Linked DNA regions of Mus musculus: all the other regions are linked to region 5. The links are chromatin contacts, called in public ChIA-PET and HiChIP or PLAC-seq maps. All regions are on one chromosome and are shown on one strand. The core of a region is the stretch at or near the end of the contact, and the rest is flanking DNA. Distances in the headings are between cores, read along the strand shown.

Region 1 (3,939 bases), core at 762-3,261, 460 kb after region 5:
ATCTGTTTTTGGTCACAGAACCCTGTATAATTTCTGTTTGTTTTTTATTTTTGATGATCTGAATTCTTACTTTGAAAACAGTTTTTCCTTTTTAATATTTCAAAGTCTTTGCATTACTGACCTGTGTTTGGGACAGAATTGTCTGGTTTCCTCTTTTTACTCTTAAGTGCTGTTTGGATCAGAGCTCTTAACATGCTTCTTTTCATGACACCTCTGCTGGCTTTGACCTTTTTATTCCTTTCCTCAGCCTCCCAACATAGTAGCATGACAGGCATGTGTGCATCACCAAACCTGGTTTTTTGGGTATATCATTGTGGGAAAAAATTTTTAATTACTTTTTGGATGAGTCATTAACAAAACATAAAATAGAAAATTAAAAGCTTGAAAATTATACTTCAAATGTAAATATTTCATGGGCAGTCAATGAATACAGTAAAGACATACTCTGAATAAGTTTAGACAGTTTTGGAAAGTTAGGTTTTAACATTTTTAAAAAGGAGATCAAAGTCTATTCCTTCATTGTACTAGGAAATCAGAGATCTCGAGAGCAAGTCCCACTAAGTGAAAATAAGACCATTACCATAATTTCTGAGCCAAATTTAAAACAAGCTTTAGTAAATACTGTTCAGGATGATGGACACCAGTCAGGTCCATACCCAGGATTTCCAGAGAATGGCTGCAAGTCATATTAGTCTGGTACTTATAAAGGCAAACCCCACAAGGCCTTTCCTGCCTTTGTCCAATCAGAGGCAGGCATACATCCTGATGTACTTCCTGTCAATACACCTCCAGCCTATGTGTGACCAGGCGCATCCTGTACAGCTGTGGCAGCCAGCCATACTTACAGAAGTGCAAACATGGGCCTTGTTACCTTCTAGGATCAGTAGCCCCTGGCATTCCTGGAAGTTTTCTGTCCTTGGGCAAGCAGGGCTACCAGGTTAGAGACATTTTTTTTAAAATAGGTGTCTTAAATGTAAAGCACCACCACTTTAGCCCTCATACAAGGAGAGCAATCTGAGGCTTCTACTTCTGAAAAATTTCTACCTCTTTCTCATAAGTCCAGAATAGAAGAAACCTTAGATCAATATACCATCAGTGGTATAGGTCAGTGACAATCTCTTTCCCAATACTTATCGCTGAATACTTGAACCTGTTACCAACTATTCAAGATATAGAGGAGAAACTCCATCATTGGGAGAACAATCCTTTGAAGAGAAGTTAGGCATCATCATTAGAGCCATTTGGAAAATCACCCGTCATATGGCTGAGGTTTCAGAAGAATCTGCTCTGTCTTGGTCCAGACAAACCCACAGATGCCTCAGAAAGGTCATAAAGACAAAAAGAAGGAGACAAGCGAGGAGAGAGAATGAGTGCAGACCTACGGCCACCCTCCCCCCACTACTCCAGTGCTGCCTTAACTATGCAGAATGAAGACCCTAGATCAAAATCTGACCCTGCTCTCTACTCAGGAAGATGAGCCCAACTTTTGCCCAAGGACAGATCTTGAGCATCTGAAGTGTCAGTGAGACATATCAGAAATATCAGATGGAGTCCTAAGGGCTTTCAAGAGTCCTAGGCGCTCTCTCTCTCTCTTCTCTCTCTCTCTCTCTCTCTCTCTCTCTCTCTCTCTCTCTCTCTCTCTCTCTCTCTCTCTTCTTTGAAGTGACATCATTGTCATCAGCACCACTCTATTTTGGTCATTCCCTAAACTATATTTAGCTGACTTTGTCAGGGTAATTTCTCAGTAGAAAGGTAGCCTTCACACTGGGGACAAAGATTTAAGGCCCAGTCTGCTGAGCCCTGTGGGCAGAAAGAAACTGGAGATGTCAAGTGGAATAGATACAGATGTCCTTTATTGTGTCTACTAGTTGAATTTAATTTTATAGTTTTTCAGTGTGCTATTGTTTCTACTAGCTGAGTAATTTTGTCAGAGATAGTTGTGTTTATTCTGAGAACTAGCCTGAGGAGAAAGTGAAAGCACCGTGGTTGTTATCTCGGCCCTACCCTGCAGTGGAGTCGGCTCCCTACCTCCTTTCTCTATGTTTTCCTTGCCATTTGCCTGGCTTATTGGGAATGGAAAGTACACAAATAGCCATCATTTTGGATAGTGTGTCTTGGTACTAATAACTAAATGGATACACCTTATATAGCTCCTCTCATTTTCTTTTATCTTTGGCCAGAGATTAGCTTTTAAATATTTTGTCTTTAACATTTTTTTTTTTTTCAAAATTCTGTGTTTTCTCAATTGGTTGGATAGGCCTCAGGGTACAGTAGCAACTCTTCTCGTATGGCCCACTCCTGCCCTCTGCTTTATCCTTCATGCCACCGTTAGGGTGTTCTTCTGAATTGGGTTGGTATCTTCCTGCTCTCTGTGTTAAAACAATAGTTAAACACAAGACGATGACTCTTCCTTGTCATTCCTTAGCCAGACTGTCCCAGAACCTGGAATAGGTTCTGAGGATGCTAACAGAGGTAAGTACAGGGTGAATGTCTCCTTTTGAAAAGGCTTGAGATTGAAAATGTTTGGGGTTTCAGATTTGCTTATATGTAAATGAAGTGTCTCGGAGAGAAGGACAAAGCCTAAGCATGAATTATAGTTTATGTACACAGTATACTGTTAAACTGAGGGCAGTTCTGTATATCATTTTAAATAATTTTGTGTGTGGAATAGTTTTGTGAAATTTTATACTTTTCCCTTGCTATTCTTTTAAATTTCTCTTTGAATAGAATCTAATATAGCCTAAGTATGCTCCTGCCTCAGCCTTCCCATTGCTGGAATTGCAGGCTTGTACCACCATAGGATTTTAGAACATCCAGATTTTAACATTAGGAATGTTCCTCTTGTATTTTTTTTTTAATTCAAGCCATTCAGTTTCCTCATTGTTTATTATACTTATTTTATGTGTATGAATGTCTGCATGTATCTATGTGGACTGCATATGTGTTAGAAGCCTGTGGAGTTACACATGGCTGAGAGCTACCATGTAGGTGCTGGGAACTGAACCCTCGTTCTCTTCGAGAGTAGCAAGTGCTCTTATCTGCTGAGCTATCTCTCCAGCTCCAGTTTCCCCACTGTTATCCAGGTACATTTGATTAATCTCTTCCCAGCATAGAAAAGAAAAATTTAATGTCATGTACTACTTTGAGTGACAGTGTTTAAGAAGAGAGTGGGGATTTCCTTATGACTTTAATTACCTTTTGTCATTTCCTGCGTGTCTCAATTTATATAAGAACAAAAACTATAAATAAACATGTGAAGTATAAAAATAAGGAAATAAAAAGGAATGTAGACTGTCTGATTAGTTTTAAGTATAATACTATTAAATATAAAAGTAAGTGTGATTAGAATTGTGAGAAACAATAGCAAAAACAAAAGTTGAGGAAACTAAAACCTAAAACCCTTGCAATTGTGTCTTGTTATGGTAATCGTTATTTGCATTTTGAAATATTTTTAACATTGTTATGTAGATCTTATATAATTATAATGCATATGAATAAGCATATTTATAAAATAAGAATATATATTTATATATATGTACACACATACACACACATGCACACTCATGGAGAGGGAATGTGAAAATGTAACTGAGGCTGACCTGTACGTTGCAGTAACCCTGCCTCAGCCTCTTGTGTGCTGTGATTTTAGTTATGTGCCACCATACCTGCTATCTTATGCTATCTCATTTAATTTTCAGGTTGACAGGAGTTTACTTCTGATTGGTATTTAGGTCAAATATATACTGATCATGTACAATAGACAAGAAAGGAAATAAAAAGTAATGTGGACTATTTGGTTTGTCTTATTTTAAGTATAATATTTTTATTTTTGTGTATTGAAGCAAACATGTAGTTAATCTTGGGTACTTGTACATTTCCATAGAGGTTTCTAAGAAAGAAGCAAAGCAGTATTAATCAGTGATTCAGAACCTCATGGTT
Region 2 (4,318 bases), core at 1,329-3,828, 500 kb before region 5:
TGGTTAGTAAGAGCTGGGCCAGGGCTGCTGCAACCAGAGAGGAGAAGGTACCCACCCTCAATAGGGCAGTGGCATACAGAGAGTGACTTGTAATCAATGGCCCCACTGGGAAGAGGAACAAATAAAGAGATCTGGTGACATCCAACTCTGGATGAGAGCTTTAGTGTTAAGAGAGCAAATGATCTGCTGGGGAATGGTGTTGTGCACTGTGTGTTCAGATGCTTAGATGTCTGGTTGCAAGCCAGACAATGGCATGGTTAAGGCTCTCTGATTTCAATGTTATATAAAAATTGTTTTTCTTCACCTCTGATCAGGGGTTACTAAAAAGCTGATTAGCCAATTAGCTGGGCAGAAGAGAATAGGGCGGGACTTCGGATCCCAGTCAGGAGGTCCAAGGAAGAAAGAGTAGAGAGAATGAGGAGATGGAGAGACTATATGAAGGGACCAGGAGGGTTCCCGACATGACTCAATGAGAAGGAGAATTCTCCATGAGATCATGATGAGAGAGCAGCCCTGAGGATACATGTGAACTGGAGTAAACCAGGGTAAGACCAGATAGCAAGTAACAGCCCATGTGGCCTAGTCAGTTTAGAACAGCTCAGAACCTGCCCAGCTAAGGCTTGCAGCCCATTAATAAAATTAACAGGTCTCTGTGCCATTTATTTGGGAGCTAAAATGGGTTAAAGTGGGCATAGAAATGCCATGTTGTTACCTGGGAGCAAAAGGGGTGTCGAACACCCCCTAAGAATTACATTTACAGTGATCAGCATAACTAAGCTGCCCCTGGCTGAGGTGTGATCCTCTCTGTCACAGTCCCATTATAGACTCATTGTTTCTGGTCCTTTCTCCCTTACAAGGTGGTAGATAAGATAACAGGATGATATGAAACCTCCTCTGGCTGGCACTATGCTTCAGCCTGTTCCTTCATCTTGTGAGAGGCTCCAAGGGATCCAATTCCTTGGGGACCATTGTTTCCATAGTGTGATAACCAAAGAAAGGTGAGGCTGTCTTCTTTTTAGAAGATCTTTGTTTGTGCCAGGCTGGCTAAAGGCAATTCCACAAAAGCCCAGCTTTCTTTTAGAAGAATTTGCCTCTTAGAGGTCCCACCATCTCCTAGTGATAGCACTGCCTGGGGACTAAGCCTTTAGCATGCCAGTCTTTGGGAGACATGTATCCAAACATAGTAGAACACATCTTTAGGAGGCCTATGGTGTTCAGCTTTGAGAACCAACCTCTGTGTTAGACAGATCTGGCTGTCAAAGCCTTTGAGCATGAAACAACATAAATCTGATACGGAAAGACGAACTATAAAGACACAGGCTAAGAAAAGGGAACCTGGGTTAGTTAGCATCTTTACTGATGCCATTTCCAAACTGTACAACTGTGGTGAAGTCAACTGAGCTCCCTGCTCTCATGTTCTTTTTAGATAATCAGACATTGCAAAGGTTGTACAATGACTAACAAAAAACCATGAATGAAAAACCTTAGCTAAGCCAGGTGTGGTAGCATACGCCTTTGGTCCCAGCATGAGGAATACAGAGACAGGCAAGTGGATCTCTGTGAGTTCAAGGCTAGCCTGGTCTGTGGATTGAGTTCCAGGACTGTTAAACAAATAAACTCCATTTGGAAGAGAGAAAAAAAGAAGAATATATAGAGAGAGAACAGAAAAAAAACAGAGAGAGGGAGAGAGAGACAGGGAGGGAGGGAGAGAGAGACAGGGAGGGAGGGAGGGAGGGAGGGAGGGAGGGAGAGAGAGAGAGAGAGAGAGAGAGAGAGAGAGAGAGAGAGAGAATGAATCCAAGCCCCCAGGCTACATGCTGACAGGTCCCAGACAGAGGGCACTGTAGCCTTCTTTGCAACCCACCCCACCCCTGGAGAATGGAGCTGGCTAAGTCTCTGCTAAGAATAGAATTCCCTTGGCTCTTGTTTTTCAGCTCAGAGAATATCAGATTTGCTTGCTTCTTGGCTGTGTCTGTCTTTTGCTTCCTTTAAGGTGTCTTTTTAGGTTTTTTAAAATTAAAAAAAAAAAAAAAGAAAGAAAAAAGAAAAAACAAACTTAACATTTCTACTACTCCCAATGTCTTCTCAGAGAGCGTAGCGTTTGATCGTGCCGAGTCCAGGAGGTAGATGCGGCGGATACTTCTGATCTTCTGGGCTGCTTTTGGAACGCCAGAGTGTTACTAGGCTTTCTCGGTTGATGCCAAGCAATCTAGCTGTAAGTTGAAGAAAAAAATAACGAAGAAGCCCTTGGAAGGAAACGGTGTTTAGTACGTGGTTGGAGGTGGGGAGTGAGAAGTTTCCTCTGGGCTGAGGCTGACAAGAGGAAACCAAAAAGAAAAAACATGGATGTAACAGAAGAAGAAAATGTTTTTAATGGAAAGGCTTCCCAGAGATGGAAAGAGACCGAAGGTCTTGGCCTCCGTCATTTCTATTGTCCATCTGAGGGTGTGCATGGTGCCCTGTGCCTCTCTCTTCCTCCGCCGATTCTTCTAATTCTTGAGGGCATTAGGAGATGGGGCTGATTCATCACTTGGACTGAAGCAGGAGGGCTTGGCCCAGGCAGCTCTGCCTCAGACTGAAGGCCAGATTAATACCGTTAGTGGAAAGTGTTCCAACTGAATGGGGGAGCAGGGCTCTGGCAAGGTCACTTTCCATCAGGGCCTGCCAAAGCTGATGTCACCAGGAACTTGCAACCTGCATCTGATTTCTCCCTTTCTTTTGTACTTTTTGTTTTGATTTGTTCTTTTGAGACAGGGTTTCTCTGTAGCCCTGGCCATCCTGGAACTCACTCTGTAGACCAGACTGGCCTTAAACTCAAAGATCTGCCTGCCTCTGCCTCCGAAGTGCGGGGCATTTTATACTTTTTTTTTTTTTAAAGGCACAGAATGATGTCCCCAAAGCTCACCTCTCATCGTTCATTCAAGAGGAAGCTTATTTTTAATTTTTCCACCAATTCTACTGTACTACCCAACTTAGTTTTTAAAGACTGCATGTCCCAACTTATGCTAACGAGACAGCAGGCACCCACTGTGGTTCTACGGTGGGTTAGGAAATGAGGTTGGATAAGCAAGGGCAGCCAGGTGTGGTGCCAGGCCTGCCATCAAACTGAACAAGAGGCGTGAGAGTCACGTGCATAGATCAGTGCAAGGAAGATGATTCTTCGGAGCTTTTGGAGAAGTGGGAGGCAAGTGAGGTCTTGAGTGGTCTGGGAAGACTGCCTGGAGGGGGTGATCTGTGAGGAAGATGGGTAAGCAGAGGGAGGCATAGGAAGGGCATTCCAGAATGGACACTAAAACAGTAAACAGAACAAGTAGTGATGTAAACGGGCTGTCTGTCAGGGTGTCCTGCCCCCGGGTGTAGAGGTAGCCTTGATATAAACACTGTAGTCCAAGCCTTTCTCAAAGTTTATCTCCTGGGTAAAAGGGTGATTGATGCTTTCCTGAGATCACCTCAGACACTTTGCCTGCAGCATCTCTGTTCCAGCTAAGTTCCATGGGCCAATCCCTAAGAGCCAATGGGACACCCACTGAAAGGGTGACACCCCACTATAAGGGTGACCTTAGAGGCCAACTGGACAACCACTGTAAGGGTGGCCCTAGGGGCCAATGGGACACCCACTGTAAGGGTGATCCTAGAGGCCAATGGGACACCTGCTGTAAGGGTGACCCTAGGGGCTAATGGGATATTTACTGTAAGGGTGATCCTAGAGGCCAATGGGACACCTGCTATAAGGGTGACCCTGGGGGCTAATGGGATACTTACTGTAAGGGTGACCCTAGTAGACAATGGGACACCTGCTGTAAGGGTGATCCCTAGGGGCCACTGGGACACATGTTGTAAGGGTGACTCTGGTAGAAAATGGGACACCCACTGTAAGGGTAACCCTAGGGGCCAATGGATACCCACTGTAAGAGTGACCATAATAGACAATGGGACACCGCTGTAAAGGTAACCCTAGGAGACAGCAGGATACCCACTGTAAGGGTGACTCTAGGTTGCTCCTTTGCAGGGACAGCACTTGACTCTAAGTGTGAGTGTATTCCCTTGCAGTGAAGTCTCTGGCAAATGGCTGGTAGCTGCTGGTATCCTTGGATATCCTCTGACCTCTTCCCCTGCCACATTCCCAGCTCTTTCCAATGGTCTCTGGAGCACCCGTGTGTCCACGCTTATTGTCTCCCGAGGGGATGGAGAATTGCCCAGCTAAAACTTTAGGACCGGGTAGCCATCTGGCAGGCCTATTATCTGAATTAAGTAGATGGCAGGCAGAGGGTTTAGAAACTCCCAGTTCCCATCTGCTGTGTGGAACTATCTGAGGCCT
Region 3 (4,122 bases), core at 1,161-3,660, 400 kb before region 5:
ACCATTTCCTTTGCCATTTGTCAGGAGCTATTTGTTGGAATTCCCTCCCCCTAGAGGAGGATCTCTATTGCAGGATTCCATCAATACTGGAGCCCAGTAGCTGAAGGGTTAATGCTGGGAGCAACAGGACTCTCCAACCGTGTTGGTCATGACCTCACCTTCACCTGTTCTTAGGAACTCCCAAGTGTTGATAAGAGTACCCAAGTTCAAGTCTGTCTGATTCATACTTCCCATGAACTTCTTGGTGCAACTGAACTTCCCACGAATTTCTTGATTCCTCGGAGTCTTAGCTTTCTTGTCTCCAAGACAGACGTGAGAGCCACATTGCAGGGTTTGCAGTAAGATCACAGAGTTTATGGGCATTTGCATTTTAGATTGTAATTACCAGTGTATGCCAGTTTTGAAGAAGGTTAGTAAGCGTGCCAGAATTCTGAGAACATTCCAGGGGGAGGCAGTGCTAATCTTGGCCCCTTATGCTGACATTGTTGCTGACCAACCTTGCCATACCTGGCAGCCAAAAGTGGGGAGAACAGGATGAGGCTCACTTCTCAAAGCCAGTACACTGTCCTAATTGGCAGCAAGCTTTTTCTTCAAACACTTAACTCATCTAAGTCTCTCAGGGTGTATGAGAAGGCCTGGTTTTCTTTGCTTTTGTTTTTCCATATACTTCTTGATTGGTCCAGTGAGCTTGAAGGTCGAAAGGGCTTCTGAGAATCCTGTTTTCTTGGAAGCCTTTAAGAGTCCAGGCACTAGTCCCTGGAAAATATGAGGTTCTTGGGGATTTTTAGAAGCTTAAACTTTTCCATCAAAGTTAAAATATCTAGAAACCCGTTCCTGGGAAGCGTCGTCAACACCTTCTTAATTGGCCCAGTTGGCATCGTCTCAAGGCTGTGGTTTCCAATTCAGATCCTGGCATAATACCAAGCTCTCCTCTGATCAGAGTCTCCTTCTGGGATGGAAGATAAGCAGTAACCTCTAGCCTGTGTTTCAGAGTTGGAGAGAAATGAAAGAAGCCTGGCAGTGGGCTGTTGCATAAATCATGCTGACGTTGCTTTTCGGAAGTGTATTTCTCTCCAGGAACTCATCACCCTCAAGGGAAAGTCCTCTTCATCCATCCCCAACCTGAGTGTGAGAGCAGATATAAGACAACGGGATTCTTCTTTGGTCTGGGTTCAGGCCAAGTCTGGAGGCTTGGAAGCTTCAGGGTTTGCATCCAGATGGGCAAAAGTCTGGGCTGCAAAACTGAGGAAGAAGGAAGAAACTCTCTCACACACACACTCACACACATGCTCACACATGCTCACACATCTACACACTCACACACATGCTCACACATGCTCACACATACACACACATCTACACACTCACACACAGATTTATACATCTATACACACACTCACACACATACACACACTCACATATATGCCCACATACACACAAACACACACTCACACATGCATACTCACACACAGACACACAAACACACACTCACACACATACACACAAACATACATACTCACATATGCACACTCACACACATATACATACACACACATGCACACACTCTCACACATATACACAACACTTACACACACACACACACACACACACACACACACACACACGAGCCTCTTAGCACAGCTGCTCCTCTCCGTGGGGCTGCAAGCAGAGCAAGCCTGATGAAGGGCCTTGGAGTTTCCTTTGCTTCTCCCTCCTCTCCCGCTCTCATCTCCCTGTTTCTTCACATCCCCTTTCTTTTTCCAGAGCATTCTAAGTTCTGAGAAAAAGTTCCATGAAGATGAATAAGATGTTAACAGTTAAGTTTTTCTTCAGATTCATAGAAACATATTGTTTGGGTCTATGTCTTAAGTAACACAAAGCACAACAATTCAAAAGGAGAATTGCAAGAGCTGCCCCCTGGGGTTACACACTCAGTGCAGTGTTTCAGAGAAGAGGACTTAGATCCTAGCCCACACCTTCTTCTCTCCTTACATAACCCTTCAGGCTCCTGCGCCCCCATGTTGGAGTGTTAAGGCAGTAGCCCCTTTATATTCCCAAGTTCATGGGTCGTGAGTAAACACTAACCCTTTATGTCTAATTCTCATCTCCCTTAAGATGCAGCCCACCTTCAGAGCAGGAGGAGCCCAGACCTTTAACTCCGGAAAAGCTACGCTCTGCCTTTTGAACCCCCCTCCCCCCCACACACACACATCTGTAGATTTCACCACATTCACAAGGCGCTAGCGAGATCTCTAGGAGCAGAGCCAGGAGGGGCTACAGTTTTAAAAGCACAGATGCTCTGAACCCATAGCTGGAATCCTTTCCCTTCATCTCGTGGCCCTTCCACTGTTCACATGAGGTCATTGTAATGTTGTCTGGGCAGCAGGGTTGAACAGCTGAAAAGAGAAAGTAGCAGTGTAGCAGTGTCTACTGACTGCTTTCAAAGGTACCTTGAGACACACTAGTGACAGCATACGTTCACAGCTTGAACGATAGATTTGGAAAGCACCACCAGGAAGAAGAAAGCTCCTTCAATTTGTTTTTTGTTCTTTCTTTTTTTTTTCTGTGATGGGGGTATTATCCATCAGCTGAGGATATGGTGGGAGATTCATCCACCCCTGGGGGTCCTAATGATCTGCTAGACAAAAAAATGTGTGGCAGTCAAGTCAAGGGACTTCTTCCATGCTGGTAAGTGTGACCCCTGGGTACTGAGATACTCTGTGGTCAGCGTTCTAGCTTTGAGCTGTAAGTGCAGGTGGCTCTGACACCCAGCAGCCTGTACCAAGGCAAGAGAATGGGGTGGTGAGTAAGACTTCATACAAACAGTTGGCAGAGAAGAACTCAGATATGTATCATCATGTTTATATACTGTTGTGTATCAAACCCAGGGGTTTGTGCATGCCAGGCAAGCACTTTATCAACTGAGCCACATCCTCAGCATTCAAGGAAAATATCTGAACCGTACTTAAGCCTTAGCTGAATATCCTGGGGCATTCTGTACCATGTGATCTATGTAAAGTTGAGGGGTAAAATAAGGAAGGATATCGTGAGGAGCTGTGCGTTTGTAGGACTCAAGAAAGGGGAGACTACATTTCTCCTCCAGGATCTAGGGAGGCAGTAAGACTATTAATAATGTCTCAGAGAGGAGATATGTGTACAGGAAGGGCCTCGGGAAGTAGAGGGGTTAGTTTCTTTCCTATTCTTGTAATAAGGCATGATGAGTGCGCAACTTATGGAAGAAAAGATTTATTTAGCTCATGTTCCAGAGGGGAAAGAGTCTGTCATGGTGTGAGCCTTATGTGGCTGTAAGCTGCAAATACGGCATCCAGAACTGAAGCTAAGGGCTCACATCTTGAACCACAGGCACGAGGCAGAAATAAGGCTGGCTGGTGCCTTATTCTGTTTTAATAATTACAAGTTAATCTGTAATTATTAACCTGTGAATGTAATTATTGACCTGTGTAATTATTGACCTGTGAATGACACATGGCTTTTGAAACCTCAACCCCTACCCCAAGCCCTCCTCTCTCGTGACACACTTCCTCCAGCAAAGCCAAACACCCTAAACTTATCCAAATAGCTCCACCAACTGGGAATCAGATATTCAAACACCTGGACCTGTGGGGAACAGTTTCATTGAAGATACCCCAAGGAGCGTGTCCACCTGCCAGGCAGAGGCAGAGCGGTAGCAGTCAGCAGGGCGGTGGCTAAGCTCTCTGAGATTCTCGCAACTGAGTGGCAAAGATGGCTCATGAACGTGGCTGAAAAGTATCCTTGGGAAAATGTGTGCTTTTGGAAACTTAAATATCTTTCACATGATCATTCCCAAAGTATACTGTACATAATACATACATTTACATTTGACATTTTATTACACACATTATATACACACATATGTATATAATAACAACAATAATAGGAAATCTATAAACTTCATAATATAATGGTAACTTAGTATAAGTTCATAATATTTGATCACTAATTACTCTTGGACTGGTGAGATGGCTTAGTGGATAAAGACACTTGGCATGCAATCCAAATGACCTGAGTTTAATCTCCAGGACCCACAGGGTCAAAGGAGAGAACCAATTCTTATAAGCTGTCCTTTGACCTTGGAGTGTG
Region 4 (4,383 bases), core at 1,707-4,206, 400 kb after region 5:
ACAGTGATGAAGGGTATATAACATGCGAAGAATCCAAAGGGAAAGATGACTTTGGCCATGTGAGTCATGCTTCTGGAGATGTCTCCAAGAGGGTTAAATGGGGGATTGGGTGGGATAATAATATCACGTGGTATGTTAGTTAACATTATTAACGTGACAGCATCTAGAATTATCTGTCCTCTGGGCCTGAATATGATGGAGTATCTAGAGTGGATTAAGAAGATCCTCTCTAAATGTGAGTGGCACCATTCTGTGGGAGGGCCTATGAGACTTAATAAAAAGGAAAGTGCAAACTTGGATAGTGTTCATCTCTCTCTGCTTCCTGAAAGAGGATGAAGTGTGAGCAGAGTCTTAAGCTCCTGTTGCCCTGACTCCATCATGGTAGACTGTCCATTTGAACCATGAGCCAAAAAGAAACCCTTTCTTCCTTAGGTTGCTTATTTACTTTTTTTGTAATAATAAAAAGAAAAGCAACCAATACAAGAGGCAGGAGTGCAACGGGTTGCAAAATGGTCCTGTGCAAAGGTCTATTGATGGAAGATGGGAAATCTGAAGGTCCAAGCCTGTAGGTGATCGTAGGGTCAGATCTGTGACCCCCTTCTCAGTATTTTCACCCAAGACTCACCTAAAGCCAAGGAAGAATTAAAAAATACACGCATGAAGAATTACAAAGGATGATGTTCTGTCTTGGGGCATTCTGTTTTAAGAAGTTTCTTTTAAATATCTATTCTATATTATATTTCCTGGCAGGGTGTTTGTGGTCTATAAATGTAAATGTTTTTGTGGTTAAACACACTTGTAATTAAATCCACACAACCTGGAAGATTGAATTTTGAAGAGAAAAAGAATCAAGGGTTTGTTCCTCTGCAATTTTGTAACATTAATTTGTAATGCTAGCATTAAAGACAAAAGCCAATAGCAGGCCAGCATTGCTTTTTCAAGTCTTATTATGCTGCTATGTTTTCAGCTATTACCATGCTTTTTAAGTAAATGCTTATTTTTACTTAATTTGCACAATTAAGCTGAAAATCAATGCTTTAACTACACTATGAAAAGACGATTAACCAATTTATACTTACTGAGGTGTTGAAGTTAGCATGAAAACCAATCTCCTTTTCCTCTCTTTCTCCCTTATCTCTCTTTTTCCATTTTCCTCTCCTTTCCTTCCTTCTGGCAAGACATAGTGTGAGCTTGAATCTCTTAATAGGGGCACATACTTTACATGTATCATCCTTGAATTCTGGCACATACAACGAGTCCTATTCAGTGTGATGCAAATGATTCGTGATCCCACATGCCTGGAAGAAGCAGGTTAAACAATTGTGGGTGTGTGTTTGTGTATATGTGTGGATATACATGCACATGCATGAATACATGCCTGTGTGCGGAGCATATGCATGCCACAGCATATGTGTGTAGAGGTCAGTTCTCACCTTGAACCTTGTTGAGAAAGGTCTTTCTTGTTTCTCCCTGGTGGTGTGCTCCTGGCTCCCTGGCCTGAGATGCTATAGGTCAGCTCTCCTGTTTCTGCCTCCTGCCTGACAGCATGAGCTCAGGGATTACAGATGCAGGTCATTGTATCTGTCCTTTCCCCATGAGTTCTGTTGTGCATCTACTTGAGGTTTAATTAAGACCTAGAAGCATCTATAGAGTTTAAGCTGTTGGCCTTTTACTGGGGGTAGTCTCCGCTAGCTACTAACTTACCCTGACTTCTCTGCCATGCCGTCTCTCTATGTGGTTCTCGCTGCCTGCTTCTAATTCCTTCCATCTCTCTTCTACCCCGTTCCTCATCTCCCTGAGTCTGCCAGCGTCTATCTATGCCTGCCCAGAAGTCCTGCTCCAGTTCTTCCTGACCTACCTCAGGCAGTCAGCTTTTTATTTTATAAAATTCCATACTTCAGTCTGAGCCAATCTGCAGTAAGACCACTCCTGATCCATTTCTTTGGGTTGACCTTCATGGCAGCACCTTTCTTTTTAATATGATAACCTCAGAGAATCAACTTTTGGTCAGGGGATAAAGGACAAGGATTTACATATAGAAAGCTGGTGATGGTCTATAGAAATGACAGTAGAAATACCAAGATCCTGCCAGCACTGTGCTCTCTGCAGGGCCCAACAATTAACAATTGAAAATACAGAGACACACCTTTACACAGGTGAGGAAATGTCCCAACAGCATTCCAGAGATTAAACTCAGTTCCCCAGCCTGCACTGCAAGTGCTTTTATCTGTGGAGCAATCTCACTGGCCCACATTTGATTTTAGTTTTATGTTTATAAATATTTTGCTTGAAGGTATGTCTGTGTACCATGCAATTGCTGGATGTCTACGGAAGGTGTTAGATCACCTGCAGTTATGGATAGTTGTGAATCACCTAGTGGGTACTAAGAACTTGGGTCCTCTGCAAGAGCAGCAAATATTCTAAAGCACAGAGCCAAACAACCCTCCAACCCCCCAATGCTCCGTGTATTTTTACATTCTTTCCTTGGGCCCAATTTGCTGTAGTAAATCAACCCCTCACCCTCCCTCTCCCCCCCCTCTTCCCCCTCCCCCTCTCCCTCCTGTTTCATCACTCATAGTTCTTAGTTTATTGTTTCTTCCCACTCTGGCTGAGAACAACATAGAAATGTTTCCTGCCAATTCTTCAGTAGGTCCTCAGACCTTGTCATTTCCTTACCCTGGGTTTCCTTAAGGCCCCAGCAGGCAGATCTTTAATCGGTAACTGGAGTTAAAGCCAATAATTACAGAACACACACAGACCTTAACATATCAATTACAGGTCTTTTAGGTTGTAGGCAATAAAACACAGCAATAAACAAATTTGCAGTCCTATGATGCACAGATCTGGAATGTTAAAGAACGCAGCAGTCCCCTTGTTTCCTTGGCATTTGTAAGGAATTAGTTGCTGTGTCAACATGGCCTGCTTCCTCATCTTCTGCTGTTTGGGGAAATGTTTTGAATTTCTTGCTTCTGTTGATGGTCGAATTTGCTCTGCCAGGCAGGCCTGCCTGAGGAAGAGCAGTAGGTGAGAGCACTGCACTGGCTAAAACTCCCATGGAGTTTTTCTAAGCGCTTTACTTGAAAGCAAACTGGGAAATCAAATCCTGTCTACTTTTTCAGATTGTGCCGTGAAGTGAGGACCATTTTTGTTTGGTTTGCCATTACATTTCTGTGTTGCTGGGAGTAGAACACAGGGCTTTGCCCATGCCAGGTAATCATTTGACTTCCCAGCTATTATATCCCTACACCCAGGTCTCGCTAGACTTATATGGATATAGTTTAGAATTTTCCTGTTGCTCAAGAATTTAGAATCCTTCTCTGATCATAACAACAACACAGAAGAACTAGCTCATGGTGGTATGTGCTTGTTTATAAGTGGATATTAGCTGTAAAGTAAAGACAAACATGCTTCAGTTCATAGACCCAAGGGTGGCGCCGGGGCACAAACATCTCCCCGAGAAGGGGAAATAGATTTTGCACGTGGTGTGGGGATGGGTGGGGTTGAGAAGGAGGGATCAGGTGTGTGGGGGAAGAGAGTGAAAATACTGGGAGAAATGAGAGTGGAATTGGGGGACTTTAGGGGACAAGGGGTAAAGTTGGTACCATGGAAACTCCATGGAATCTACAAGAGTAACCTTAACAAAGACCCCTAGTGATGGGGAACATGAGGCCTGAACCAGCCATTTTATGTAACCAGACAAGATCTCAAGTGGAGGGGTTGGGACACCAACCCAGCCATAAAAACCTTTGATCTACAGTCTGTCCTGCCCGCAGAGTGTGCTGCGACTGGAGCCTAACAAGACTGTCATCAAAGAGACCGGAGAGACTTCATCCAGCAATGGATGTGAGCAGATGCAGAGTCCCAGAGCCAAACATGAAGCTGATTGTGAAGAGTGCTTCAGAGGAGAGGGAGAAGGATGGGAGGAACCAGAGGGGTCAGGGACACCATGAGGACATGGCTGACAGAATTAGCTGACCCAGACTCATGGAAATTTGCAGAGATCAGAGAGTGTGTAGGGATCTGACCGAGGTCCACTGCATATATGTTATGGTTGGATAGCTTGGTGTTCTTGTGGAAATCCTAACAGTGGAAATAGGGCTGTCTCTGACTCTATTCTACTTGTGGGACCCTTCTCCTCCTACTGGGTTGCCTTGTCCAGGTTTGATGGTATGTGCTGGGTGTTTTTGTATCTTACTATGCCGTGTTTCCTGGGAGGTCTTCTCTGAAAGGAGGCAGAGTTGGGGTGAATCTGGGGGAGAAGTGAGGCAAGGATGAGGGAAGAGTAAAATGTAAGGGGAGGGGAAGGAAAGGAAACTGTGGTTGAGATGTAATATATGAGAGAAGGAAGAAAGAAAGAGAGAGAGAGAGAGAGAGAGAGAGAGA
Region 5 (3,760 bases), core at 416-2,915:
GAAAAATGAAGAAAGCTGAACACTAACATGTAAGATTCATTGCTCTCTGTTTCTTTTTTTTTTTTTTTTCTGAGACAGGGTTTCTCTGTGTAGCCCTGGTTGTCCTGGAACTCACTCTGTAGACTAGGCGGGCTTCAAACTCAGAAATCTGCCTGCCTCTGCCTCCCAACTCTATTTCTGATTATGAATTTGATGTGACCAGCTGGGATTGTCTCCCTGTGATGCAACTTGGGGCTAAAATTAACCCTTTTCCTTTAAGTTGCTTTTGGAGGGTGTTTTACCACAGCAACATGAAAAGAAATGGAAACACCCAGCGATCCTTGTGAGACACCTCCACTTTTAGGGCCCTCATTCTATGAGTAATCCAACGCCTTTGGGGATTACAGGCTTTTCTATCCCCTTGAGAAGGCTAGGCTGACTTCAAATTGGCAATTCAGAAGACGAGGCCTAAATCCCTGTTTCTAAGAACTAGGCAAGTCCAGGCCTCAGAAGCTGCCCCACCACCTGGCCTGAAGCAAGGACAGTGGGTCAGCAGTAGTTTCCAGACTTCCTCAGCAACAGTTTTCAGCCACTCATGTCCCCACCACACCCCTAATGTGCTTTAAATCTGAACTGTGAGCTCACTTCCAGGTCTCCATCTTGGAATGAGAGACCCTAGCAAGCTGGACTTCTGCAGAATAAAGCCCTCTCTGCGTTTACATACCGTTTGGGTCTGGGGTATCATTCTTCAGCGAATCATGCATGGACCCTTACACTCTAATCAGATCCTTCTTCTAGTTAGCACGTAAATCTCGATTGCTAGGCTCAACCTTAAGTGGTGGCACAAGCCTAGCTCTACTCAGGGGGCAGAGGCAGGAGAATCACGAGTTCCAAGTCAGCTCGGTGCGTACAGAATAGAGAGCACCAGGCCAGACTTGGTTACATAGGGAGCCCTTTCTCAGGAAAACCAACAACCACAAAGATTAAATATCCTGCAGGATCCAGGCGTTTAGAGGCCGTGCCTTTTGCCTCCTCCCTTGTTCCGAACTCTCTTTTGGGGAGCGCCAGAGAGGCCCCCTTTTTTATGTGAAATTTAAACGTTTAGAAAAAATTTTTTTTGTCGCGGGTGTGTGTGTGGTCCTTGGCAAGCAGCGTTATTCCCAGTTAGAAGCTTTGGTATTGACTTCCGGCCTGTTCGCCACCGAGGAGGAGCGCGCGACCCGCCTGCCCTGTCCGCAGGGAACCGCTGCAGCGCCAGCCCGCCACGCGCACTGCGGACACGCTGAATGAACAAACGGAACGAATGAATGAATGGGCTGCGTCGGGGGCCGGGCCTTTGTTACGTCGCCCCCCGACGCAGGCGTGGTCGCACGTACAGCGCTCGCTCGTGGACGCCGGCCGCCCAGTGTTGCCGATTCTGCCACGGGCCAAGAAGCTCGGCGCCGCCTCGCGCCGCCTCCCCCCAAGTCCCTGCCCCGCCGCGGAGCGTCACTTCCGCCACCCCCGGCTGGGGTTGGGGCGGGGAGCGCGGGGGAGGGGGCCACCAGGTCGGAGGGAAGGCTGTCGGAAGCCCGCGTCCTAGCAGGGACTACATTTCCCGAGGGGCCTCGGCGGAGGTAGCGACAGGCGGGCGCGGCGACGTTCCCCGGAAGTGGAGCCCGGGACTTCCACTCGAGCGTGAGGAGAGCGGAGCCGGAGACAAGAGCAGAGGCCGAACTCGGGATCTGACAAGATGGCCGGGCTGCCCCGCAGGATCATCAAGGTAACCGCCCAGGCGGGCTTCGGGCCACTGGCTCTGCTCCGGCGCGCCGGGCCGCGCGGCCGTCCGCTTCCCTCCGCAGCCTCCGAGAGGCCTCTCTAAGGCATCGCGGAGAAGGGTCCGGCCTCGGCGGCGAGGAAGTCGGGCGCTGAGGAGGGGGCGCCGGGGAGACTTCCGGCCGCCTCTGAACGCCGGACAAGCGGGACGCCCGGGCGGTGCGGCCGCGGCCGGGGAGGCCCTGGCGGCTGCCCGGGAGAGGGCGGGGCTGCGGGCTTCGGGCTCTGGCGCGGGACCGGTGCGGGCCTCGGCGGCTTCTGTTCCTCCGCGGGGCGGGAATCGCGGCGTGGCCTGGACTCTGGGCGCGGGTGGTGGCCCGTGGCCGGCCGCTCTGCCCCGGAGCTCCCTTCTCTTCCTCCGCAGGGGCTCGGGGCTGCGGCAGTCCCGGGTGCGGAATGAATGGACCGACCCCGAGAGCCGGGCGGGGCCGCGGGCCGGGAGAGGCCGCTCCGGGAGGGCCACGGGGTTCTGCCGGCGACAGCACAGGTTGGTCCTGGCTGCCCCGCACCTCCTAGCGACGTCCGGGGCTGGCCGCCCGGTTGCCCTGGCTTCCGCGTTCGCTTCCCGGTGTTTCTGCTGGGTAGCGCTGTGATTGTACTTCGGCTGGCTAACTCTTTGGAGACTGTTCTCTTCTCCGAGGCAAGGGCCTCAAGGGCCTCGGTTATGGGGATGATCTGTGAAACAGTTTGCCTCTCAGCTTTTGTGCGCCTTATTTGAGCGGCCCTGGGGCTCTTTAGGGATACTGAATTTTGATAAATACATAAGGAACCACGGGGGTATAAACCTCGTATCTTGATTTCCTAAAATCTTTACATAACACCATTAAGTCTTCATAGTGTTATAACCCAAGAAAACTAAATTTTTAACATTTTTTGGCATCTGTTTTTTTTTTTAATGTAGGAAATTGGTTAAAAAAATCTTGCACTGCCCAGTTTGCCAGCTAAGTGCTCAAATTGAAGCTTCACTTTGCTTGCTGTAATCCACTGAACATATATTTATAGCATTGTTCCACTCTTCCAAAGTTTTAGGGGAGATTTGTACAAAGTAAGTGGAGGGCCTCTTTGAAGGGTGTGAGACACTGTAGTTCTTCAGGCAGTCACAAATGTCTGTGAGGCTGGGGTGTCATTGACAGAAAGGTGCTTGAATTAGAAAAACAAGCCCTTTCATAGGATAAAAACTCTTACAAAGGAAGAATACATTTTCCACGAGCACTGGAATCTCCTTTTTAAATTTGTTTTATTTATTTATTTATTTACTTATTTATTGGTTTTTCTCTGTGTAGCCCTGGCTGTCCTGGAACTCAGAAATCTGCCTGCCTCTGCCTCCCAAGTGCTTGGACTAAAAGCATGCGTGTGCCACCACTGCCCAGCGAGCACTGGAATCTTAAAACAAATGTTTATTGCTGTGTTATGAATCTTAGAACATTTCCAAGTAGGTTTTTGGGCATTGGAAGATCCCGAATATAGTTTAGTTCTGATATATGCACATAGCCACTAGTGATCATGTAAACCAAGATTCCGTTTGATAAATGGCTGCTTCGCTTCACAGGCCATCAAGTTTTTATTTGTTACTTTGGTTATTGACTAGACATAGCAGAGATTGATAATGAATACAGTTCTGTAAAATGCCCAGTAAACTGAACAGTTGATATTGATACTCTGCAGTAATATGAAGGCCTTGACTGAGAAAATAAACTCTGTGGAATATATTTGTTATAAGCTTACAGAAATGCTTTACAGCAGAAAATTCAAGTGCTCTTCAATTCATTTGGCACCCAATGCTTAAGTATACATTTCCTTTTGCTTATTTAAAACAAGATAGTGGCAAACCCATGCTGTAATATATAATCTTCACTTTATAGTACTTTATTATACTTATTTAATACTAATTGACTTTAATACTTTTAGCTTTAAGGGACTATTTTTTTCCAAACCACTAGGGCAGATTAAGAGATTAGGGTTTTGG
Region 6 (3,958 bases), core at 803-3,302, 350 kb after region 5:
AGTGATTGTATAAAGTCATGTGATACTCTTCCTTCCTAGTGGACCCACTCGGAGGTCTCAGAGGCAACAGCAGATTCCAAAGAAGTGAGTCTACTTACTATGACTTTAATAGCAAGGAAGTAAATTCAGTAACTTGGGGAATTACAGAGGCAAGTCCTTCTCAGCTGAGGATGCCAACTTGATCAGCTGCATCTTTGTTTTCATCCTGCTAAGGCTTGAAGAAGAGGTTTTAGCTAAGATAATGGACCCATAAGAGTTAAGATGTAATCAGGAAAAACTGTTTCAAGTGGCTGTTCGTGACAACTTGTTATACAATGGCAAACAAAAGCAGGGTCATGGGGTGGGTTAGCTCAGTTGGTAAAATGCTTGTTTCACAAGCACGAGGACCTGAGTTCAATTCCCAAACCCGCATGAAGTTGCGCAGGACCATGGTGTGCATTTGTGATCCCAGCACTGAGGAGGCAGAGGCAGGAGGATTTCTGGAGCTTCCTGGCCAGATACTTTCTCCAGAGTTTCTGAGGATGTCCTCTGGCCTCCACACTCACAACAGTCACACAAACACATCCACTCACATACACAATGCCATACATGCACATACATACACGCGTTGAAAAAGGAAACAAAACCCAGGCCATCAGTTTAATACACACACACACACACACACACACACACACACACACATACACACGTATCTTACTCAATAAATTAGGTAGGAACTAGGGTTCTAAGGAGGATGAAGACCTGGTGAAGTCAGTTTAGGAGAACCCTCCTCCAGGAGTGACAGGGAGAACCCTTCTGGCCTACTTCTCTTTCTTCTCTGTCCAGCACTGCCATGCGCAACTGGTCCCATAACTGATCCTGGTTCTCAAGCTTTCAGTGAAAAACAGCAATGGGAGGAATATCTTCATCTTCTAGAGCTGACAAACTTCATCACACACACACACACACACACACACACACACACACATAATACAGATTACTATCCCAGGAGACCCAGTATCTGATGAGGGGCACCGCCTCTCACTTGACTTCCACAGTAGAATCAGGTCTCTTTTATAAGAGTCTTATTTAGGAAAGTGGCTTCCTCACGACTTAATGACATCCAAAAGCCCCCCCCCCCCAAATACCATCACCTGTGTGTGTTTGTAGGGGGTGGGGAATATAAAGATTTCAGTATAAATTGGCAGGGATATAGGCACCCAGTCATTACAAAGGGCTTGAGCCTTTTCCACTGTGATCCTTAGAGGAAAATGAAGGACCATGTTCTGGCTATATGGATGAAGATAAACAAAACAAACCTGTGCCTTTTTAAAAAAATAAAATAACTACTTGGCTGTTAGAGTCTTTCTGTCTCCTCTTTGGTACTATATTCTCTGAGCCTTGGAGACATTGAAGTATGAGGTTTGTTGGAAAGATGAGAGGGGAATGGGGCATGAAAACTACCTAAAATCACTATATCAATGTATGAAATTTCCTACAATAAGTAAAGGGCTCTTAGGAACAGATGGAGAAAGAAAATAATTAGATAGATTGGGAAATGTAGAAAATACATAGGTGCGCACGCACACACACACATACACACCCCTAAACTAAAGCCTGTTGATCCCGTTCTTTGTATGTTCTGTGTTTTATTACACCAGGAGCTTCTGTTGCGTGGATATATTACCAGAGAGCCCTTGTGTTTATTTTAGTTGATAAGAATCGAGGTCCAAAAGACATCTCAGTGGGTTGCCCCACCTTCAGGATGAGAGAGAAAAGAAGAAAATTCCATCAGGCGGTCCCCTTATCAGAAAAGAAAGTTTGCTAGCACCAGGAGTTGGAAACTGCAGGTTAAAGGCTAAATTCCTTTGGATTCAATGTAACAATGAAGCTTTTTATAAAAACTAAAGAACAAAGTTTGCAGTTAAATAAATAGGATGGGCTGATTGCAGCCTCCAGCCTCTGTCCCCCTTGCTGTGTCATGTCTGTGCTGGCTGAAGCCTCTAGTGCTTGCACACTGGTCTCAGTGGAGATTAGGGTGGGGAGCACATTCCGGGCAGAGAGGCCAGAGAGAGACAGACAGCATTCCAGCTCCATGAGCCTCCTGCCACTCCAGCACTCCTCTGAAGGGTAGAGGGCACAGGCTTCACACGCTCTGCGGCAGCAGGCAAGGGAGGCAAAGGTGGCATTCCTGTATTTTATTACATGGCTTTTGCACGAGCAACTTCACCTGTCAAAACACGATGAGAAAAATAAAATGGAAAGAGATGGAAGGCGAAAGAGGCTGGAACAGAGGGGCAAGGGGTGAACTGAACCGGGGCCCCAAACGCAATTGGAAATGTCTGAGTGTATTTCATTCTGCAACTGTTCGTCTCTTGGATGGCGTGTGTGTGCATGTGCGTGTGCACACATGTGTGTATGTGTGTCTGTCTGTGTGTGTATATGGGTGAATGTGTGTATGTAATCATGTGTGTGTGTATGCATGTGTGTTTGCCTGTGTGTATGTGTGTACATGTGAGTGTGTGTTTATGTGCATGAGTGTGTGTATGCATGTGTATGTGTGTATGGGTATGTGTATACCTATGCGTGTGTGTATATGTCCACATGTGTGTATGTGTGTATATGCGTGTCTCTGTGTGTGTATGTGTATACCTACATGTGTGAGTGTGTGTATACCTACGTGTGAGTTTATGTGTATGTATGTGAGTGCATGCATGTGTATATAAGTGTGTACATGTATGTGTTTATATGTGTGTGTATGAGTGTGTGTGTGTGCATGTATGTGTGTATATGTGTGTGTGTGAGTGAGTGTATGTGTGTGTGTTTATATTTATCTTCTAAAATTAGCAAAAATGTGCCTGTAGACTAATGTGCTTGTTAAACTACTGCCTTGGATAAATACAATCAGAAGTAACTAATTTCTACACAGCAGATATCAACACAGTAGTGTGGATTGAATGTGTCTCCTGAAGCTCACATCTTAGAAGCAGACATCAGTGGTTTTAGGAGGTGGGTTCTTTGGAAAATAGTTAGGCTAGGATGAGCTCATGATTCTGAGGGCCCTGCAGTGGTAGAACAGCATGGGGAGGAGAGAGTTCTGAGTTAGCAGGCTTGCTCTATCTGACCCTGTGATGACTTCCAACAACCACAGCAGGAAGCAGCAAGAGGGCTCTTCCATATACCAGCCCCTGCCTGGGGTCACAGCCTCCTAAGCTAGGAGCGAAGCAAACCTTTATTCTTTCTAAAGTAGCCTTGTCTGCAGTGCGCAGTTATAGCAACAGCAAGTGGCCTGAGATATATACTAACTTGCTTTCATTACTAGATTTACCTAATGATGTCCAGCTTTTTAAAGATACAATTTTGGACCAGTAAGATGGCTCAGTAGGTAGAGGGGCTTGCTGCACATGCCTGAAGACTTGAGCTCAATTCTTAGAATCAGGGTAGAGGTCTAGAGAGCCAACTCTACACGTGAACCAAGCGAGTGTACCCACCTCTGTCCAGATCTCTCTCTGTCTCTGTCTCTGTCTCTGTCTCTCTCTTACACACACACATCCTTCATCACAATATACACAATCATAATTTTTAAAATATAGTTGTATAAATGAAATCCTTTTTCATATTCTTCTCATCTAGTAGCCTGAGCATTTGCTCATTTCTTCTCTCTGTGAAGCTTCAGAACTTTCACTTTTTATTTATTTCTTTTTTCTTTTTTTTTTTTTTTTAAATTCATTTTAAGACGAGGGTTTGCTGTGCATCCCACACTGGCCTGAAACTCACCACCATGTAGCCCAGGCTGGTCTTGAACTTTCAATCCTTCCTCTATCTTCCCGATGCTGGGATTATTGGTCCTGTGCCACCATGGCCTGCTAGGGAGGAAGTTTTTACTTGACTTCGGAACCCCTTCTGTAGAAACTCCCAGCTTCCCGCTCAAAGGCAGGAATGGCCATCATGATGTTGTCTGCTTGAAAGTGTGAAGCGA
Region 7 (3,813 bases), core at 188-2,687, 500 kb after region 5:
AAAACATACAAAGTGCCTGCTGCCGTGGATGCTTGCTGATGGTGCAAACAGCGCCCATGGTAATTAAGCAGGATGCACAGCTATCTGAGTGTCGTAGTCACATCCAGAAGGAGGGTCAGGGTGGGAGGCATGCAAGTGCTGTGTGAGGCTTACTGTGCATGCCAGGGTTGCTTGGTGTCTTAGTTTGGAATTCTAATGCGGCAACAAAACTTCATGACCAGAAAACACGTTGGGGAGGAAAGGGAAGGATGGCTAAGGATTTTTGCCTGGGCACCAGTTGAAATTGCTAGAATAAAAGCACAGATCTCCGTAGAGTGTCTGAGTTCCACTCGTCAGTAAGCACACAGAATCATCATCTCAGTGGGTTTTGTTGACATGACGTCCTCACTCTAACATTCTCAGTAACTACTTGAAGCTTCAGCATTCTTCCCAGCTCTGAATCCCTGCCTGGCTGATCCTGGCCTATTATTACCTACAATTACATCCTGATATGTGAGATTTTTTTCTTAAGTGATCTACCTTGACTTTCTATTCTTTTTCCTATTGCACCGTGTCTGCCTGTGCCCATATTTGCCTCCTCTGTCTGAATGTGACCCTTGACACTTCCTTCTGTCTTTCGAGCTTCAGTGGATAAGCCCACATATACTGCCCACTGTGGAGGTACCATAGTGTCTTATCATCTGATTCCTTTAGTCACTTATCTTCCAGCATTTTTTAATAAGTGTCATGAACAAGAAACCTATTCCTACATATCTCTTTATTTCTCAAAAATTCTTCCTAAACCAAATTTTCCTCTAGTTTCTACCCGCTTTTCATATAATTTACATTTAAGTTGTAAAAATAGTTTATATTTCTTTTCCTAGCTCAAGAAAACTGAGATACTTGTTAGATTTGCAACATGGAGGTTTTGGGCCTTGGTAAGAACAATTTGGCAGAGATGAACACCTGATAGGATTTCAAGGCGATGGGGGTTAAGCTGGATTGTATAACTGTAGGTTACCCTGGGATTTTACTGTTAAGAGTAGGAAAGAAATGAAAATGAAAACTTTGGTAGAGGTCAACAGCTAAGAGGGTTTTCTTACCTGGTGTCTCAGAGTTAACTGTAGGTGGAGACACAGCTGGAAATAAAACCACTGAGATGATTATTCTGTGTGGTTACTGGCGAGTGGAACTCAGACACTCTATGGAAATCTGTGCCTTTATTCTAGCACTTTTCAGAAGTATGGGAGGAAAGGGACAGATTGCAGTACTGATCTGGAGTTGGTATTTTGTGGGGTGGTTGTCTGGGGTATTTTGAGGTGACAGGAAATGAACTACAAGAAAAGTTTGAGGTTTAGAAAGAAAAGCTAGGCTAACATGAATCAGCTGGAAGGAGACTGAAGTGATAGGCATTGAAGATGAGGTCATGCAATCAGCAGATAGGAAGTTGTGGTCACTGAGTAAGACAGTCATACTTTTTAGTTTTCCTGATTTCAGACTATTGCAAAATCCTTGTGTGATTGCAGTATAGAATGAGTTCTGGTGAGGAATTAAGTTAATATGAATGTTGAGAGTGCACTGTTAATTCTGTCTGTGTTTTATATTTTGTGGGAAGTTTGCAGAAATTGAGAATAAGACAAAGACTAAATCATCAAGTCTTACTTCTTGAGTGACTTCAGGGATTTACAGGTAGCAATAAACTGTCAAGGGTGGCAATGCTGCAGACAGCCCTGGGCTAATCATAGATGATGGTAACTCCGTTCTCCTGGGAGGGGCTGTGAACAAGGAAGGAGTCAGCACTCAGGTGATTTCCTGTAAACCTGCTTCCCACCTTAATTTGTAAATAAAGGCTAGAGCCAGTGATTGGGTGGAGAGAGAGGGGAAGGTGGAGCTGAAGGTTTTGGGAGGAAAGGAAAGAAAGTGGGGATGACAGAGGAGGAGGAGGAAGGAAAGTGGAGCAGAAGCACCTGGACTGGAGAAAGCACAAGTTCTAAGGGGTCTCTTATATGGGGAAAATAGTAGTGAAGTGGTAGATCTGCCCAATCTAGGTGCAAAGCCTGTGTTCAGATTAATCGAGTTGTGTTTTCATTGCTTGGGCTTATTTGGGTTGGAGATTTACCACACTTCCAAACCAGCACAGGCTTATCTACGAGGAGGATGGCAGTGACAAAAGCAGGGGTAGGCGGCCTCCTCTGCTTGCCTACAGGACTAGTCTGATGGCCGGTTAGAGAGGGAGATGGGTAAACAGGATCCGGGAAGGGAAAACCTGATTTCAATGGAGAATGAAAACCGTGACTTCTGCAGAAAGCTTTGCCCTGGGGAACTTGGATGCCAGAAGAGTAGTCAAAGGTGGTGAGAGGAGTTCTTGGTGGCCGGAGCAAAAGCTGAGAGCAAGTAGGTGGTGTCATTCTTCATAACTGAAGCTTAGAGAAATGAGAAGCCCACTTGACAGTGATCAACTTTTAAATCATTCAAGATGCTGGTGCCTACTTGCCGCTAACACTGCATGGCCTACCTGTAAAGCTGGGGCTGTATTCTGGGTAGAAAGTAGATGTTGCAGATGTCATCTATTGCAGGATATTGAGGAAGAAGAGGGCTTTGCTGATTTAGAGGAGTCCTACTGGGCATAGAAGTAAGCTTGCATAAGTATATATGTGTGAGAGTGCAGTGATGTGGGGGTGGGCCGGGGGAGGGCCAGTGTAAGACAGGGTCTCTGTGTAGCCCTGGCTGTCCTGGTACTCACTCTGTAGACCTGGCTGGAACTCAGAGATCTACCTGCTTCTGTGTCCTAAGTGCTAGGATCAAAGGTGTTTGCCACACTACACCCAGCTGCACTGGTTGTTTTCATTCAGTGTTTATTTCAGAGCAACAGTGTCATGTGTCTTGGATATATACTAATGAAGAAGAAAGACAATGTATTTATATTCTGTGCCTTATGTTGTAGTGGGAGGTAGAAGGAAGTAAATAAACATGAGAGAAATAACTAAGCTCTACTGTGCTGAGCTAAGTGCAGTACAGTAGAGAAACCAGCATAGAGACTGTTGCAAAAGGCTACGGGTGGAAATGCATGGGCAGGACAGCTCCACCTAGAAGGTGACACTTGAGCAAACATTTGGAGAGGAGGGAGGGAATCACTTGGGTGTTAGGAAACATTTAAGGCAGTGGTCACTAGTCCAAAGGCCCGGAGGTAGGAGTGAGCCAGGGTTGTCACTGAGTGAGTCCCATGTGTCTGAAAAGGGCCAGCAGTGTAGGAAATAAGGTCAGAGTCTCAGGAAAAGGTGGTGTAAATGGTTTTGCTAAATTTATGCTTATAAATAATGTAGACTTATTAAATACGTGGTTTTAATTAATTTGCTACAAGAAAATGTAATTGTTTTAAGATGTAGGACTAATACTTTGAACAATTAAATTTACAATTAGTCATTTTGTGTTTAAGGAATAACTTTTTAAATTTTCCATTCTTAAAATAGTAATTTTAACTCTTTTAGAATGATTTGGAGCAAGTGTTACGTCAGATTGGAGATAAGGACCAAAAGATCCAGAACCTTGAAGCCTTGCTGCAGAAGGGTAAAGAAAGCGTTTCCTTACTAGAAAAGGAAAGAGAAGATCTTTATGCAAAAATCCAGGCCGGTGAAGGAGAGACTGCTGTTCTTAACCAGTTACAAGAGAAAAATCATGCACTGCAGCAGCAGGTATGCTTGTGAACTTGACGGTTCTAACTTTACCCTAGTCCCCGGGAGCTATGGCAGCTGTTTGTCAAGGAAATTCATGATCCTGACCTTTCTTACTTGTTTTAAAATGTTATTTTTTATATCATATATTTATCATCAAGGT

The links. HiChIP or PLAC-seq counts read pairs in DNA pulled down with a chosen protein or histone mark. ChIA-PET counts read pairs in DNA pulled down with a chosen protein or histone mark.
Region 1: a contact with region 5 is called in an RNA polymerase II ChIA-PET map of memory CD8 T cells, with 24 read pairs. The contact joins the enhancer-like site here to the promoter of Ube2n in region 5. A contact is called at or near these places in 3 of 39 promoter capture datasets (the C10 cell line, cranial neural crest and hippocampal neurons), 1 of 15 datasets of contacts at CTCF or cohesin (the NIH/3T3 cell line), 1 of 484 Hi-C or Micro-C datasets (bone marrow-derived macrophages), 10 of 115 datasets of contacts at active chromatin or transcription factors (the 230-238 cell line, the NIH/3T3 cell line, bone marrow-derived macrophages and 5 more) and 3 of 9 other capture datasets (adipose tissue, embryonic stem cells and macrophages).
Region 2: an H3K4me3 HiChIP or PLAC-seq map of the SCID.adh cell line shows a contact between it and region 5, with 11 read pairs. The contact joins the enhancer-like site here to the promoter of Ube2n in region 5. A contact is called at or near these places in 5 of 39 promoter capture datasets (the 3T3-L1 cell line, the C10 cell line, cranial neural crest and 2 more), 1 of 15 datasets of contacts at CTCF or cohesin (the NIH/3T3 cell line), 19 of 115 datasets of contacts at active chromatin or transcription factors (the 230-238 cell line, the SCID.adh cell line, T-cell acute lymphoblastic leukemia and 14 more) and 4 of 9 other capture datasets (adipose tissue, embryonic stem cells, liver and 1 more).
Region 3: a contact with region 5 is called in a FOXA1 HiChIP or PLAC-seq map of pancreatic cancer cells. The contact joins the enhancer-like site here to the promoter of Ube2n in region 5. A contact is called at or near these places in 3 of 39 promoter capture datasets (embryonic stem cells and pre-B cells), 2 of 15 datasets of contacts at CTCF or cohesin (the NIH/3T3 cell line and large pre-B cells), 10 of 115 datasets of contacts at active chromatin or transcription factors (the 230-238 cell line, the SCID.adh cell line, bone marrow-derived macrophages and 5 more) and 2 of 9 other capture datasets (macrophages and pancreatic islet).
Region 4: an H3K4me3 HiChIP or PLAC-seq map of bone marrow-derived macrophages shows a contact between it and region 5, with 2.3 times the contacts expected there. The contact joins the enhancer-like site here to the promoter of Ube2n in region 5. A contact is called at or near these places in 4 of 39 promoter capture datasets (cranial neural crest, embryonic stem cells, hippocampal neurons and 1 more), 1 of 15 datasets of contacts at CTCF or cohesin (the NIH/3T3 cell line), 17 of 115 datasets of contacts at active chromatin or transcription factors (the 230-238 cell line, bone marrow-derived macrophages, craniofacial prominence and 13 more) and 2 of 9 other capture datasets (liver and pancreatic islet).
Region 6: an HNF4G HiChIP or PLAC-seq map of pancreatic cancer cells shows a contact between it and region 5. The contact joins the enhancer-like site here to the promoter of Ube2n in region 5. A contact is called at or near these places in 8 of 39 promoter capture datasets (Sertoli cells, embryonic stem cells, liver and 4 more), 1 of 15 datasets of contacts at CTCF or cohesin (CD8 T cells), 3 of 484 Hi-C or Micro-C datasets (B cells, bone marrow-derived macrophages and nephron progenitors), 21 of 115 datasets of contacts at active chromatin or transcription factors (the 230-238 cell line, the NIH/3T3 cell line, astrocytes and 13 more) and 3 of 9 other capture datasets (adipose tissue, liver and macrophages).
Region 7: a CTCF HiChIP or PLAC-seq map of the NIH/3T3 cell line shows a contact between it and region 5, with 7 read pairs. The contact joins the enhancer-like site here to the promoter of Ube2n in region 5. A contact is called at or near these places in 8 of 39 promoter capture datasets (the 3T3-L1 cell line, 3T3-L1-derived adipocytes, the C10 cell line and 5 more), 1 of 15 datasets of contacts at CTCF or cohesin (the NIH/3T3 cell line), 1 of 484 Hi-C or Micro-C datasets (bone marrow-derived macrophages), 16 of 115 datasets of contacts at active chromatin or transcription factors (the 230-238 cell line, the SCID.adh cell line, bone marrow-derived macrophages and 11 more) and 3 of 9 other capture datasets (adipose tissue, macrophages and pancreatic islet).

The regions. Positions count from the first base shown.
Region 1 is chr10:95,969,115-95,973,053 of GRCm38.p6, forward strand. The region is part of intron 1 of Eea1 (early endosome antigen 1); the gene reads left to right. Among named protein-coding and RNA genes, the nearest start is that of Eea1, 30 kb to the left of the region's middle. Within about 2 kb of position 2,012, at least 83 of the 459 cell types and tissues checked have an H3K27ac peak or open chromatin away from gene starts, as enhancers often do. A contact at or near this core is called in adipose tissue, bone marrow-derived macrophages, effector CD8 T cells and 3 more, where this site is marked.
Region 2 is chr10:95,011,528-95,015,845 of GRCm38.p6, forward strand. No RefSeq gene overlaps it. Among named protein-coding and RNA genes, the nearest start is that of Gm40744, 52 kb to the left of the region's middle. Within about 2 kb of position 2,579, at least 53 of the 459 cell types and tissues checked have an H3K27ac peak or open chromatin away from gene starts, as enhancers often do. A contact at or near this core is called in the SCID.adh cell line and adipose tissue, where this site is marked.
Region 3 is chr10:95,116,726-95,120,847 of GRCm38.p6, forward strand. Gm29684 (predicted gene, 29684) reads right to left here. Exons shown (of 4, transcript NR_131146.1): 4 at 3,857-4,122. Among named protein-coding and RNA genes, the nearest start is that of Gm29684, 27 kb to the right of the region's middle. Within about 2 kb of position 2,411, at least 30 of the 459 cell types and tissues checked have an H3K27ac peak or open chromatin away from gene starts, as enhancers often do. A contact at or near this core is called in the SCID.adh cell line and pancreatic cancer cells, where this site is marked.
Region 4 is chr10:95,916,090-95,920,472 of GRCm38.p6, forward strand. No RefSeq gene overlaps it. Among named protein-coding and RNA genes, the nearest start is that of Gm24433, 20 kb to the left of the region's middle. Within about 2 kb of position 2,957, at least 16 of the 459 cell types and tissues checked have an H3K27ac peak or open chromatin away from gene starts, as enhancers often do. A contact at or near this core is called in bone marrow-derived macrophages, where this site is marked.
Region 5 is chr10:95,513,497-95,517,256 of GRCm38.p6, forward strand. Ube2n (ubiquitin-conjugating enzyme E2N) reads left to right here and starts at 1,666. Exons shown (of 4, transcript NM_080560.3): 1 at 1,666-1,741. The coding sequence starts at 1,712. Gm46239 (a long non-coding RNA gene) reads right to left here and starts at 760. Exons shown (of 2, transcript XR_001779843.2): 1 at 704-760.
Region 6 is chr10:95,862,884-95,866,841 of GRCm38.p6, forward strand. The region is part of intron 3 of Gm33377 (a long non-coding RNA gene); the gene reads left to right. Among named protein-coding and RNA genes, the nearest start is that of Gm33543, 22 kb to the left of the region's middle. Within about 2 kb of position 2,053, at least 57 of the 459 cell types and tissues checked have an H3K27ac peak or open chromatin away from gene starts, as enhancers often do. A contact at or near this core is called in the NIH/3T3 cell line, Sertoli cells, adipose tissue and 4 more, where this site is marked.
Region 7 is chr10:96,014,539-96,018,351 of GRCm38.p6, forward strand. It overlaps Eea1 (early endosome antigen 1), which reads left to right. Exons shown (of 29, transcript NM_001001932.3): 14 at 3,468-3,671. Among named protein-coding and RNA genes, the nearest start is that of Eea1, 76 kb to the left of the region's middle. Within about 2 kb of position 1,438, at least 85 of the 459 cell types and tissues checked have an H3K27ac peak or open chromatin away from gene starts, as enhancers often do. A contact at or near this core is called in the NIH/3T3 cell line, bone marrow-derived macrophages, embryonic fibroblasts and 1 more, where this site is marked.